3 separate regions of the Zea mays genome follow, and regions 2 and 3 are each linked to region 1. A link is a contact called in public Hi-C data. All regions are on one chromosome and are shown on one strand. Each heading gives the region's core, a stretch centred on a gene start, on an enhancer-like site or on the middle of the called end of the contact. The rest is flanking DNA. Distances are from core to core; before and after follow the strand shown. Region 1 holds the start of LOC103646271 (mitochondrial proton/calcium exchanger protein). Region 2 holds the start of LOC103646270 (zinc finger protein CONSTANS-LIKE 3). Region 3 holds the start of LOC103648545 (VAN3-binding protein).

Region 1 (4,097 bases), core at 648-3,147:
CTGGTAACCCCCATCAGCACAAAGCTGCAAAGGCCTGATGGGTGCGACTAAGTCAGGGATCGGTCCATTCGAGAGACTCGATCACGCCTCGCCCGAGCCTAGCCTCGGGCAAGGGCAGCCGACCCCGGAGGATCTCCGTCTCGCCCGAGGCCCCCTCCGGCGACGAACATACTTCTGGCTCGCCCGAGGCCCAGTCTTCGCCAAGAAGCAACCCTGGCCGAATCGCCACGCCAACCGACCAAATCGCAGGGGCATTTAATGCAAAGGTGGCCTGACACCTTTATCCTGACGCGCGTCCTCCAGTCGACAGAGCCGAAGTGACCACAGTCACTTCGCCGCTCCACTGACCGACCTGACAGAAGGACAGCGCCGCCTGCGCCGCTCCGACTGCTGTGCCGCTCGACAGAGTGAGGCTGACAGGCAGTCAGGCCCGGCCTCAGGCACCATAGGAAACTCCGCTCCGCCCGACCCAGGGCTCGGACTTGGGCTCAGCCCCGGAAGACGGCGAACTCCGCTCCGCCCGACCCAGGGCTCGGACTCGGGCTCAGCCCCGGAAGACGGCGAACTCCGCTCCGCCCGACCTAGGGCTCGGACTTGGGCTCAGCCCCGGAAGACGGCGAACTCCGCTCCGCCCGACCCAGGGCTCGGACTTGGGCTTAGCCCCGGAAGACGGCGAACTCCGATCCGCCCGACCTAGGGCTCGGACTTGGGCTCAGCCCCAGAAGACGGCGAACTCCGCTCCGCCCGACCCAGGGCTCGGACTCGGGCTCAGCCCCAGAAGACGACGAACTCCGCTTCGCCCGACCCTAGGGCTCGGACTCAGCCCTGGCCTCAGCCGACGGTATCCGCCTCGCCCGACCCAGGGGCTCGGACTCGACCTCGGCCACGGAAGACAGACTCGACCTCGACCTCGGAGGAGCCTCCACATCGCCCAACCTAGGGCGCGGACCGACCACGTCAACAGGAGGCGCCATCATTACCCTACCCCAAGCTGACTCAGGCTACGGGGAACAAGACCGGTGTCTCATCTGGCTCGCTCCGCCAGACAAGTAATGATGGCACCCCGCACGCTCTCTGACGACGGTGGCTCTCAACCCCCTTACGGAAGCAAGAGGACGTCAGCAAGGACTCAACAGCCCCGACAGCTGTCCTTCCGCCAGGCTCCAGCGCTCCTCCGACGGCCACGACACCACACGAACCGGGTGCTAAAACCTCTCCGGCTGCCATGATGGCATGTACTTAGGGCGTTAGCTCTCATCCGCTAGACACATTAGCACTCTGCTACACCCCAATTGTACACCTGGATCCTCTCCTTACGTCTATAAAAGGAAGGACCAGGGCCCTCTTAGAGAGGGTTGGCCGCGCGGGGAAGAGGACGGGACTGGCGCTCGCGTGAGGCCGCTCGCTCCCTCCCGCGTGGAACGCTTGTAACCCCCTACTGCAAGCGCACCCGACTTGAGCGCGGGACGAACACGAAGGCCGCAGGATTTCCACCTCTCTCACGCTTTCTTCCCCCCTTCGCGCTCGGCCTCGCGCCGACCCATCTGGGCTGGGGCACGCGGCGACATTCTCACTCGTCGGCCCAGGGACCCCCGGTCTCGAAACGCCGACAAGATTCAACTCTATGCAACAGTCGCATGTGTACGAAAGACAAATAAAAAATGAAATAATACATGGTAGTTGATATAGAGTTAAGATATGAAGTAAATATGATCGTGGAGGATTATGTTACAAATTTAAAAAGTTTGATAATAAGAATATAATATTTTTTAGAGTAGAAATTTAGAGTTGCATAAGGCCTAGTTTGAATACTTTGGGATTAGAGTGTTTTGGAGGGATTGGAAAGGGTGTAAATCTCTAATAGATCAAATACTCTCAATACATCTCAATCCACTTCAATCCCACTCATTACTAGAGTACCCAAACTAGGCCCAAACTAGACCTATGTGGGATAGCGAGTTCAATCTCGACGGCTTCCCTGCCTTCCACTACACTCGCAGAGTCGCAGGCAGTCACTTTGCGGCGAGACGCTTGTGTCGCTCCTTTCCACCCTCAGTCTCAGTCCTCTCATGATCTCATTCCCCAATCGGCGACATTTCCAGCAATTTGGTAGTTTCCCACGCAGGCTGCGCGCAAGCAACCATCCCACCCCTCTTCCGCGGCAGTCCACTGCCTCCCGGAAAATCCCACCTCGCTCCGATCCAACCCGTCCCCGCAACCAGCGCAGCCGCCGCGACGGGGTCCGACTCCCGGCCGATCTCCCGCCTCCACCAGCGCCACGGTGAGTGGCCGCCCCTCCCGATCGGTTCCTTCGATCGGGCCGCATCTTCCCTACCCTTCCCTCACTCTCTCCATTCATCCTGGAATCCGTTAGTGATGCATTCGGGTTCAGAGCTGCTGCGGTCGCAGAGATTATATGGTGCTAGGATACACTGATTACGCTGTAGGGTTTGTTTCGTGAGTAGCTCTGATCTCACGGAATGGTTTGACCGGAAATGAATGCAGCGAAATCAGTTGCTAGGCCTCGTAGGGTATCTGAAATCTGAACATGATGGTTTTAGATGTCAGGCTTTCATATACACTTATATGAACACTTACATGACGAGTTCTATTTAGAATTGGTGATGTAGATGAATTGTCCCGCAACCTTGTTGAATCTTCTAAAGCATCTACTATGTATTTTTCTATACAGACACGTTTGAAGTGTTGTTGATGAGACAGAATGCATATTCTAGATGCAGTTTGTTTTTTATAGTTGGCGTTTTTAGATGAAATGTTAATTTACTTTACATACTTGAAATAGGTCTTTTTACTGTATTAACAAGCAAGAACCAGATTAGGTGCAGGGGGCTGCATTTCCCTCTGGCCATTCCCTAAAAAGGAACAAGCGAGGTTGTTCCTTGTTCGCAATCCAGACATCTGGATTTCAGATGGGGCAACTGATGTATAGCAGCCATGCTCAAAATGGTCAGTAGTATGTTGCATCATTTGTTGGGTTGAATGTCCCCAATCTGTATGACATTAGAATTGAGGTTTTCATATGGTTTGAAGTTTATATATGAGGTGGATGATTATTCTATTTTAAGAACCTGTTTGCTTTGTGGAGGATTGGTAATTCTACTGGCAGTATTTGAATGGCCTTTATCAAACTTATGATCTAGTTCCGTTCTGATGATTGTATTGTGCAATTATGGGCACATTTGGTTCTTCACCTATTCTTGCTGGGCAAGGATTTGATCTTCTCCTGCTGTGTTTGGATGTTTGGCTAGGATTGCCAGCATTTCCCCTTGCTACCTGACACCCGCAGAGAGCTAAAATAGCTCTCCTGGCTAAGCAAGCTTCCCGGGGCATGTGCCGATAAGGTGAAACAATCTTGTCTGGGAACTAGCTGTATATTTATATCGAAGGGATTATAAGTATTATTGCTTTTGCGCAAGGCCATGCGTGCTATAATCTCTGTTAGCAGATCAGATTCTCTGCCGTCAACTTGGGCTCCGAATCAGCTATATATGGCTACCTAGCCCCTGATTGATCCTGATTGAGTCTGATTGATAGCTATAAGGATAGCTAGAGATATGAGGGGATCCCGATTGGCTCCATCACTATAGATAGGGATATGAGGAGATCTGATTTGTTTTGTTTCTATAAACCACACAAATCTCCTCCCTACATATATTTAACCTCAGCTCTCTCATCTATTTATCAAATATACATCAGTTCATCTGCTTTCATGGTATCACGAGTCTAGGTTTCACCCTGCTCACTTCCGCTGTCTAGCGCGCCTCATGGTGCTGCTTCAACTCCCTCTCAGCGCGCCTCCAGTGCTGCTCCCGTGGCTGCTGCATCCTGCGCGCTGCTCATGGCTGGAGACCATTCTCCCCTAGCCCCTCCTCTTGCGGCTGATGCCCACCCTGGCGCGCTCGCTGCTGCCGAGGCAGAGCACGCCCAACAGGAAAAGGCTTCCGGCCTCCACGCCCGCGATCTCGCCCTTGCGCGCGCTCGTGAGGCTGAACGTGAGGCTCAAGGGGATCTCTCCATCACCGACTACTGCCACAAGCTCAAGGGGATGGCCGACGCGCTCGGTGACCTTGGCGAGC
Region 2 (4,244 bases), core at 944-3,443, 170 kb before region 1:
GAGTGATGAAATAAACAAGACTACCCAAGCCAAATAGTCCGGTACGGTGTCGTATAAAAAGCTGAAATAGTCTGGCTCACCTTATCTAGAAACGCGTATTTTGTTTAGGCGTAAAGGGGCAGAACAGAATCGCTGTCCTGGTTGCTTCTTGCCTGGAGGCTTACAACATCCCAATTTACGGAAAAACATCCCAATTGACTCATCACATCTCTCTGTCCAGTGACAGCTGAGAGTGCATATATAGAAATAGAACACTCAAGAAAGACCATCTTGTTTAAGTAATTACTAAGAATAAAAAGATGCAGATTAGCAGCTCGTAGTGATGATAGTAATATACATAGGAATTGAAAAGGAGGGAGGAAGTCCTTGCTTGTAATGGCTTCCGTTAATCATACAGGCAATCAATAAGAGCTTTGCATGCAATGCATGCAGCAAAAATTACAGCCCCAGAGCACGAGGCTAACTAGTGTACATGTCGGCGTTGCAATTGCATAGATCAATATGTGGGCACGACGCCGTAGTCCGCATCGGCTCCGCCGGGGGCCATGAGCGCAGCCACGGCGGCAGCGGCGGAGGAGTACATCTCCTCGTGCTCCTCCAGCGTGTCCTCCCCAGCCCCGGGCGTGCGCTTGGCGAACCGGCCCTTGATGCGCGGCCGCGTCTCCGCGTACGCCTTGCGGGACGCGTACCGGATCGTCTTCTCGAACCGCCTGCTCTTGCGCTTCTCCCGGTACCGCATCAGCCGCGCCTCTCGCTCCAGGCCCCTGCTGACCACTGCCACCATGGGCGCCATGCCAGACGCCGCGTCGGGCACAACCGCTGCCTCCGACGATGACACCTGCAATCGTATCCGTGTCTTTATTTTCAGAACACTGAGAGTGAGATATAGGACGTCACGTCATGGCTTAACTTCAACTTCAAGTAAGTAGTGCTGGGACGTGCGTAGATAGAATGATAGATAAATAGATAGTGCCCAGATCAGAGATGCTAGCTCACACTGTGGTTCACGGAGTGATCGGAGTAGAAGAGCTTGGTGCCGGCGAGGTCGAGCTCTGGTGACCCGCTCTGCTGGACGCCGATGGTCTTGATTTCGTCCATGGAACGCGCGAAGTCGAGGTCGAGGTACGGGTCAGAGTCCGCGAAGAACACCTCCGTCGTGGCGCCTTCTTTCTGCCCGTGGTCGGGCTCGGGGAGGAGCCACGACGCCGCCTCGTCCTCGTTGCTCCCGTCGTCGTCGGTTGCTTTGGGCGGCGCCGCCGAGGCGAAGGGCTTGGGCGCGTCGGCCAGCGCGCCGAAGAAGGGCGCCACGTGGAGGCGCTCGTGGCGGCGCGCGAGCGGGTTCGCCGAGTGGATGTCGGCGTCGCAGGAGGCGCAGAGCGCGGCAGCGTCCGCGCGGCACGTGACCGCCGCCGGCGCGTGCTCGCAGACCTCGCAGAGCCAGACCCGCGCGTGGCGCGACCCGGCGCCGTGCGCCCGCGCGTCGCACCCGGCGCACAGGAACGCCGCGTCCGCGCGGCAGTAGAGGCGCGCCGCCTCGGCGCCGCACGCGTCGCAGGGCCGCGCGCCCAGGCCCCAGTAAGCAGGGGCCCCGCCCGCCGACTTCTCGTCACCCTCCATCGCGCACGGCGCAAGCTCGCTCGCTCGGCAATTCCTAGTAGTGGCTGTCGGGACGAAGCGATTCTCAGCCAAGCTTTCCCACTCTGCTCAGGATTTGAGCTGTGGCCGTGTGGGGCGGCCTGGGCGGGTCTTCGGCGCGAACGAGCGACGTGGAGGACCGACTGACCACGGAAGTCGCCGTCCCGGCTCCCGGGTCAATTTGTTCGCCCGTGCCTGTGCCTGTGCCCGTGCGCCTCCTCACCTCATCGGGTTGCGTCCCGGGCCCGTGTCGTGCGCAGTTAAAACGCTGCAGCGGCCGGACGTCCGTGCCGTGCGCGCGCGGTGAATCAAGCCTCGACGATTCCACAGCAGTGGCGTCGCGATCGCGGCGGAAGGCTGTGACGAGCTCGTCGCTGTCGCTGGCGGCCGTCGTGACATGGCAAGTGGGTGGGATGCGACGGGGACAGAGGGGCCGCGGCAGCGCCCGAGTTGTCGGGCGATTCGCGCCGTGCGGGCCACACCGGCGACAGTTGGCACCGAGCCGTTGGCCCCCGCGATCTCGCTCTTATCTACTAATAAAAAATGGATGCTCTCCGGCCATGCTAAAAATGGACGCTCTCCGCCGGGCGCCGGCCATGCCAGCGACCCGGGCTGTTCTTGAAAAATGGACTCACGGAGGCACAAAGCTTATCGAGAAGGGCGTGCAGCCTGAATGATGACGGTCGTGAGCCGGTTGATGAGTCTCGAGATGATGTTTGCCATCTCATCCAGGGCTTCCGTCCTCTAGGATCTAGGCTCTAGGTCGTGGTTTCCCGGACGGTGTGACGCTAGGCGGGCTCGACCTGAACAGAACACGTAGCAAGTTTTAACATGAACGCGAATGCAAAACTCATTTTTACATCATTTTTCGTTGCGGCTATACCAACTCCAGCCTGAATTTTCAAATGTCATTCGAGCGCTTTAAGATTCCACAATAGACGCAGCGCAGCGCCTCCGCTTGCTATTGAGCTGGTGGCAATACGACGACATGGGCAAAGAAGTTGTACTCCCTCCTATTTTTATATTTAACGTGCTTATATTTTTATTTTAGTTACTAAATTACCAAATACATAAATTAAACCTGTGGTCCATCATCATCGTGTGTCGTTAAGTGACGTGGGTTGTTACCTCTTAGATGGACCACGAGAAAACACATACGGCCAACACGACACGAAGCCACAATCTGCACATCACTTCTAGATAATACCACCTCGCTATTTAAAATAAAAATGGTTAAATTTCTTTTTCAACTTATATCTTTCTCGATCTTCTAGCTAAGATAAAGTATAGCATCTAAAATTAAATATCAGATGTATGGGTCATATGTTCACTTTAACTTTAATTTTTTGTGAGAAGGTCCACTTTATTTGTAAATCTATTTTATGAAAAAGTCCATCACACTATTTTATCAATGGGCCCTTGGTGAGAGTTGGTCGGCCTGTCCGTCTCACAGAGTTGCTCGGCCTTATTCCTTGATGGGCCGCCATAAGTTCTAGGCCTACTTTGGGTACCTCGTTTTGGAGACCCGTCATATTTATTTCTTCACTTTCTTGTAATCGTGGGATATAACAACTTATGAGCAATATGCTTGATGATATTGCTCTTTATGTAACCTATATGCATTTGTGTACCACAAGCAAAACTATCTTCGTGTATAGTCGCAGATGATTATACTGAACCAATACCACATGACTATTGTAGATGGTTAATCATTTTGCGAAGCCATGCACATGGTGTCTTGTAGAGTGTAACAATTTTAAAATGATTAGTGGAGACCGTAGTCAGAATATATTTAAGAGACTTTCATGAAATAGTTGTACCACCATGTAAGAGTGCAAATCTCATTGGGATATGGACATATGGTATTATGGGGATCACAAAAGTAGCCAACATCAACATTCCATTCATATCAGGATCATGTTTTTCTTAAAAAAATAAACCAAGATCCTTTGTGTTATTAACAAATCTGAAGAGATGTTTCGCTCCCATACAATGACTGTGAGTTGGACCAACACTATAAGTCTGTTTGGATCAGCTTTTCCGAAGAGCTTTTCTGAGAAGCTAGTTGTGGAGGGAAGCTGACTGCGGAGAAAAGTTGGCTGCTAAGAATCTAGGTGTTTGGTAACCTATATGTTGAAAAAATTTGTCGACTGTATACTTCAAACGAACATGTAAATCCAAACATGTTGCCTTGGTTTGTGTACAAATTGTTTAGAAAATAAAAGTACAAACACGTTATGCGCCCCGCTTAATCAGAGGGAATGGAGGGCCGAACAAATCATAAGGGCCATTGCTTCAATTGAAAGGAATTGAGGATCCAAGGAGAAGAAATGCACCCGCTTCTCTCAGCAGACGCGAGCCACTCATTGGTCGTGTGTATTATGAGCTTCTACTGTAAGCGCTTTTAGATGAGCTGTCCAATAATCTGATTTGCGTTGGTTGTGTCTAAATCCTTAATCTTTTACTAGATGAGTGCATGTGCGTTGCAACGGAAGTATATAATACCACGATAAATGTGTGTTATATTGTTAGAAGATAATATTTTGTAATTCATTTGTGATCCTAGCCATACATAAATTTTGTTATAGTTAGGTGCATGTGCGTTGCAA
Region 3 (4,127 bases), core at 1,346-3,845, 240 kb before region 1:
ATCTCTCAATTAATCTTTGGTTGCAGTCGCAGTGCTGATACTGCTACTCATACACAGAGTTCATGGGTAGTACACCAATACACATGGGATCGACGTTTTCGTTCACGTCACGATGCGCGGGGGCCATTGCTTCGAGCGAGAGGCCGCACCACCGGTGGGTCAGTCTCGGCGCGGCGGCGCGTGCCTGGCGGAGACGGAGACGGCGGTGGACATGACGAGCATGTGGCTCAGCGTTCCGACCCACCGCTTGTACACCCCGTAGTCGTCCGCGCGGAGCTCCACCTTGCCCTTGTCCGTGGAGACCTCCACCGCGTATGTCGCGCCCTCGTCGTGGCTCGGCTTCTCCGGGCCGCACGCCCGCACGTCGCGGACCACACCTGCGGGCGCGTGAGTGAGCAGGTGGCCGTTTGGTCAGTTGGATCCGTCCGAGAAGAAAACAAGAGGAGACATGCAACGAGCCAACGAGACGACCGCGCCGGTTTGCTAACTTTCTTTTGCGTGGGAGAAGGGGGCCATGACGACGAGGCTCGTCTTCTTGATCCGCAGCACGATCTCGCCGCGCTTGTTCGACGCCGCCGACACCGTGTGGAGCTTCCACTTCCCTGCAGGGCGGCGTGCCAACAGAGAGAACCGTTCAGTTTCGCGTGCATGCAAAGCGACGTGGTGCATCGCGGCGTCACTCACCGTCCGGCATCGCGACGAGCATCTCGTCGCCCTTGGCCAGCGCCGCCCTGGACCTCGCGTGGTTCAAGTCGAAGTCGAGGTCGTCCCGCGACAGCGCCGGCCCCGCGTGCTCCGCCCTCTCGTTCTGCCCGTGCCCGCAGCTGCGCCGTCCCCTCAGCGTCGCGGCGCCACGCAGCGCTGTGGCACACACGACATGCCAGTGCTAGACAGTCGTCAGATGATCACGCTGAGAGTTCCGGGAAAAGCGAGAGAGCGAGACACGTACAGGTGGCCGCGGCCGCGGTGAGCGTGATGACGCTGCCGGCGTCCGTGGAGGCCCTGGCGGCGTCGACGGCCGCCGCGACCTGGCCGCGCGAGGCACCCGCGGCCTCGGCCGCCTTGGCGCACTGCGCCGCGACGAGCGCGGCCGCGGACGCCACCGCCGTCTCCCTCGTCCCGGGCGCGCGGCGCGGCGCGGCGGCAGCGTTCTCCGCGGCGACGGCGGCCAGCGCGGCCGCGACGCCGGCCACGGACACGGCCGCGTGGACCTCGGCCCGCTGCAGGCGCGCCTCCTCCTTGCGCCTCTGCTTCCGCTCCTTGACCCATTTCTTGAGCGAGGTCCCGTTCCACGCAGCCATCTTGCGCGGGAGCTGCACGCCAAGTGCAGAAGATAGTAACAAGAATATCTCACGATTTCCTCGGTCCCAGTTCAAGCATATCTCCCCAGTTAATGTTTCTTAATAAGGTTTTCAAAAGAGGTGATTGGAAACAAAGATACGGGGCACACAGCTGATGCTGGTCAGGAGGATGCAACTGAAATCGTTATCTTTCCCAGAACATGCCAATCAAAATCAATTGGATACAGGACATGGAGATGATCTGGATGGTTTTAGATGAGAGCATGTAAATCATCTCTGCAGCTCGAGATTTTTTGCAGCGCGTTTGTCAGGGAATCATGCATGTTTTGTAATACGCCTCCTTTCACTCACCCATTTCTTCTTGAGGCAGAGATCGTAGTCCAGTTCGGGATGAATTGCCTTCTGCAGCCATAGCCACGACTGGAAAAAGGAACAGCGCTATAGTCAGGTAAAAACTCGAGTGAAGGCTACAAAGAGTTTGGGCATGAATATTTGAACATCCTACTCTACTCTCGCACGAACTGCGTGCGTACCTTCAGATCATCATATTTCCACTGGGCCGTGCTGAAACCGCTGCTGTCAGCCACCAAGCTACGACTACGACCACTCTTCTGCAAACCACGGGGATGATAGAGATAGGTTGGCACACAACACGACATAGGACATACCATACCATTAGCTACGGTTCTGAATCTGCACTTACCGCCAACACGTCGCTCCTGCCGCTGCCAAGCGCCATGACCGGGTGCTCCACCAGCGCCATGGAGCACTCGTCCTTGGGTCCCGCGTGAAGCACTCGGATAGCTGCCGAGCTGCACCACGCGCTGGAGAGCAGGTCCGTCGGCTCTGGACCCGGCTCTTCATACACAATCAGGCCTCTCTCGAGGTCTGCTTCCATGGCTACGGCAGGGCAGAAGCCAAGCTAGTTCCCTTAATTAGAAGCAACTCGGGTCAGAGATTTATATACATTATACAGTGGACGCCACTCTTGGTAGCTGTGCAGTGTGGTGCAGCCCTTCTGGTGTTTCTGATGCACAGCCTGCAGCCGCAAAGAATGTCGTAGTATAGGAGCACCAGATCCATGATCGAATCACCCCAACCACCAGAGCCAACTTTTAGCTGTAAAACCCTGAGACAGCGCAGGTGTCACTGGGAAAGGCAGCGCGTAAAAAACTACAAGTACTCAGATAAACAAGCGTATTAGTACACCTTCTGGCGAGAGGGGAAGGATCGGAGTGGACTAGATCATGAGCTTCGAGTATGCTTTAGGTGCACACACACAAAGAAGTCGGAATCGAAATGGGCACCACCTGTGGTAGCCTTGGCCATAGAAAACTGGCGGCATGATAACCGTCCTAGAATCTGAGCACACACTTTTCCGGTGCCGGATTTTATATTGCCGTCGCCAAAAAAAAACGCTAATGCAAAGAGGAGATGCTTAGCGGTTCGACGCAATGATCTAATAAGTGTACTTTATTGTAAATCAAACCGAGTAAAAAGGCGAGGAGAACATGAGGTGTTGGGCTGCCACTTGTGCAATGGGAAAAAAAGAAGCAGAAAAGAATGCTCCGGAAACTACCATAGGCCATAGCACCAGGCAGGGTGTCCCGTGCTCCCAAATAAAATCAATGATGTAAAATGTTAGGCCTCGATAGGTTCACCTACCGTGTGTTTGGTTGGGCGTATGTTGGAAGGCTGGCTCGCTGCATGCGTTGACTAGACCTCCGCGCGTGTTAGGTTGCCCGCATACAAATATTTAGACCTGCATGCACCGGTGCATCTCAGTCTTTGCGGGAGCTTTTTACCTGCATTGGTGGATACGCATGGAAGTGACGTATGTGCTGGGCCAAGCTCGCGCAAGCCCGGCTGCACGTACCCAGGCATCCAATCACCGCCCTAACATATGATTGGATGCATGCGCGGGCGCATGCAGGCTCGCCCAATCATGTCGTGCGGGATACGGCCGATTCCTATGTATCTGTTGATGCAATGAAATAAGCTTAGACTGTACCAGTGCATGCGCACCTAGCTTCCTAGAGGCAGCGAACCAAACATGCGCTTAACTGTAGTCAATGCATGTGAGGAGTCTAGCTCTGCTGATGCAGCCAACCAAACACATAGCTACTGAACCTCGGCCATCCACTGCTGCCTAAACAGCATTCCTACTGAAGCTTCTTAAGCCTTGTTTATTCTTGTATATATCATGTGTCAGGCCTCGATCTAACCAGTCTGCCAATCATTCACCTTTTTGAAAATTTTGCTAGATATGTAGAACTCTAGATTATGTTTATCACGCCCCCTTTTTGGGTGTAAAGTAGGGCTGCGGATTCTTGAAGGCTCTCGCGGGGAATTTTCAGGGAGGGGGAGCTGAAATCATGTTAGTTTGGCGGCGTGCAGTTCTTGCCACTGCTTTTCTTATTAGCCTTTGAGAAAAGGAAAATAGAATGTCAATTCCTTGGGCACTATGGTTGCTGGAGACATTCTTGTTCAAGGGGCCCATGCCCATTAGGTAACTCAGCTAAAACTTCAGGTTTTTTGAGCCTCATGACAAGATATCCATTGGAACGAGATGAGGAACAAATTCCTGACCTACATTGTAACTCTTAACATCAACAAGATGGGCTAAGAAATATGCTCGTTGAGCTAGAAGGCCAATGAGCTACTGAATCACTATCGTTGTTTTCTTTGATGGAACCCCAGATGACAAAGCAGTCCGCTTCTTTTACCAGGCAACGGGCATCACCTTGATGCCCACCCAGATCGTTGTAAGCCTTCGGTTTTGCCAGGACACTTTTGACCTTTGTGAAGGCGCAATTGGTCGAGGCA

The links. A called contact is a pair of places that touch in the nucleus more often than the background predicts.
Region 2: a Hi-C map of leaf shows a contact between it and region 1, with 1.9 times the contacts expected there. The contact joins the promoter of LOC103646270 here to the promoter of LOC103646271 in region 1. A contact is called at or near these places in 4 of 25 Hi-C or Micro-C datasets (ear and leaf).
Region 3: a contact with region 1 is called in a Hi-C map of leaf, with 4 times the contacts expected there. The contact joins the promoter of LOC103648545 here to the promoter of LOC103646271 in region 1. A contact is called at or near these places in 9 of 25 Hi-C or Micro-C datasets (bundle sheath, ear, endosperm and 4 more) and 1 of 3 datasets of contacts at active chromatin or transcription factors (leaf).

Annotation. Positions count from the first base shown.
Region 1 is chr2:34,298,379-34,302,475 of Zm-B73-REFERENCE-NAM-5.0, forward strand. LOC103646271 (mitochondrial proton/calcium exchanger protein) reads left to right here and starts at 1,898. Exons shown (of 15, transcript XM_008670998.2): 1 at 1,898-2,281.
Region 2 is chr2:34,132,520-34,136,763 of Zm-B73-REFERENCE-NAM-5.0, forward strand. LOC103646270 (zinc finger protein CONSTANS-LIKE 3) reads right to left here and starts at 2,194. Exons shown (of 2, transcript XM_008670997.3): 1 at 997-2,194; 2 at 256-838. The coding sequence starts at 1,617. The coding sequence ends at 497.
Region 3 is chr2:34,058,822-34,062,948 of Zm-B73-REFERENCE-NAM-5.0, forward strand. LOC103648545 (VAN3-binding protein) reads right to left here and starts at 2,596. Exons shown (of 8, transcript XM_008672995.3): 1 at 2,511-2,596; 2 at 2,005-2,430; 3 at 1,835-1,912; 4 at 1,653-1,721; 5 at 950-1,313; 6 at 685-861; 7 at 489-602; 8 at 1-377. The coding sequence starts at 2,199. The coding sequence ends at 160.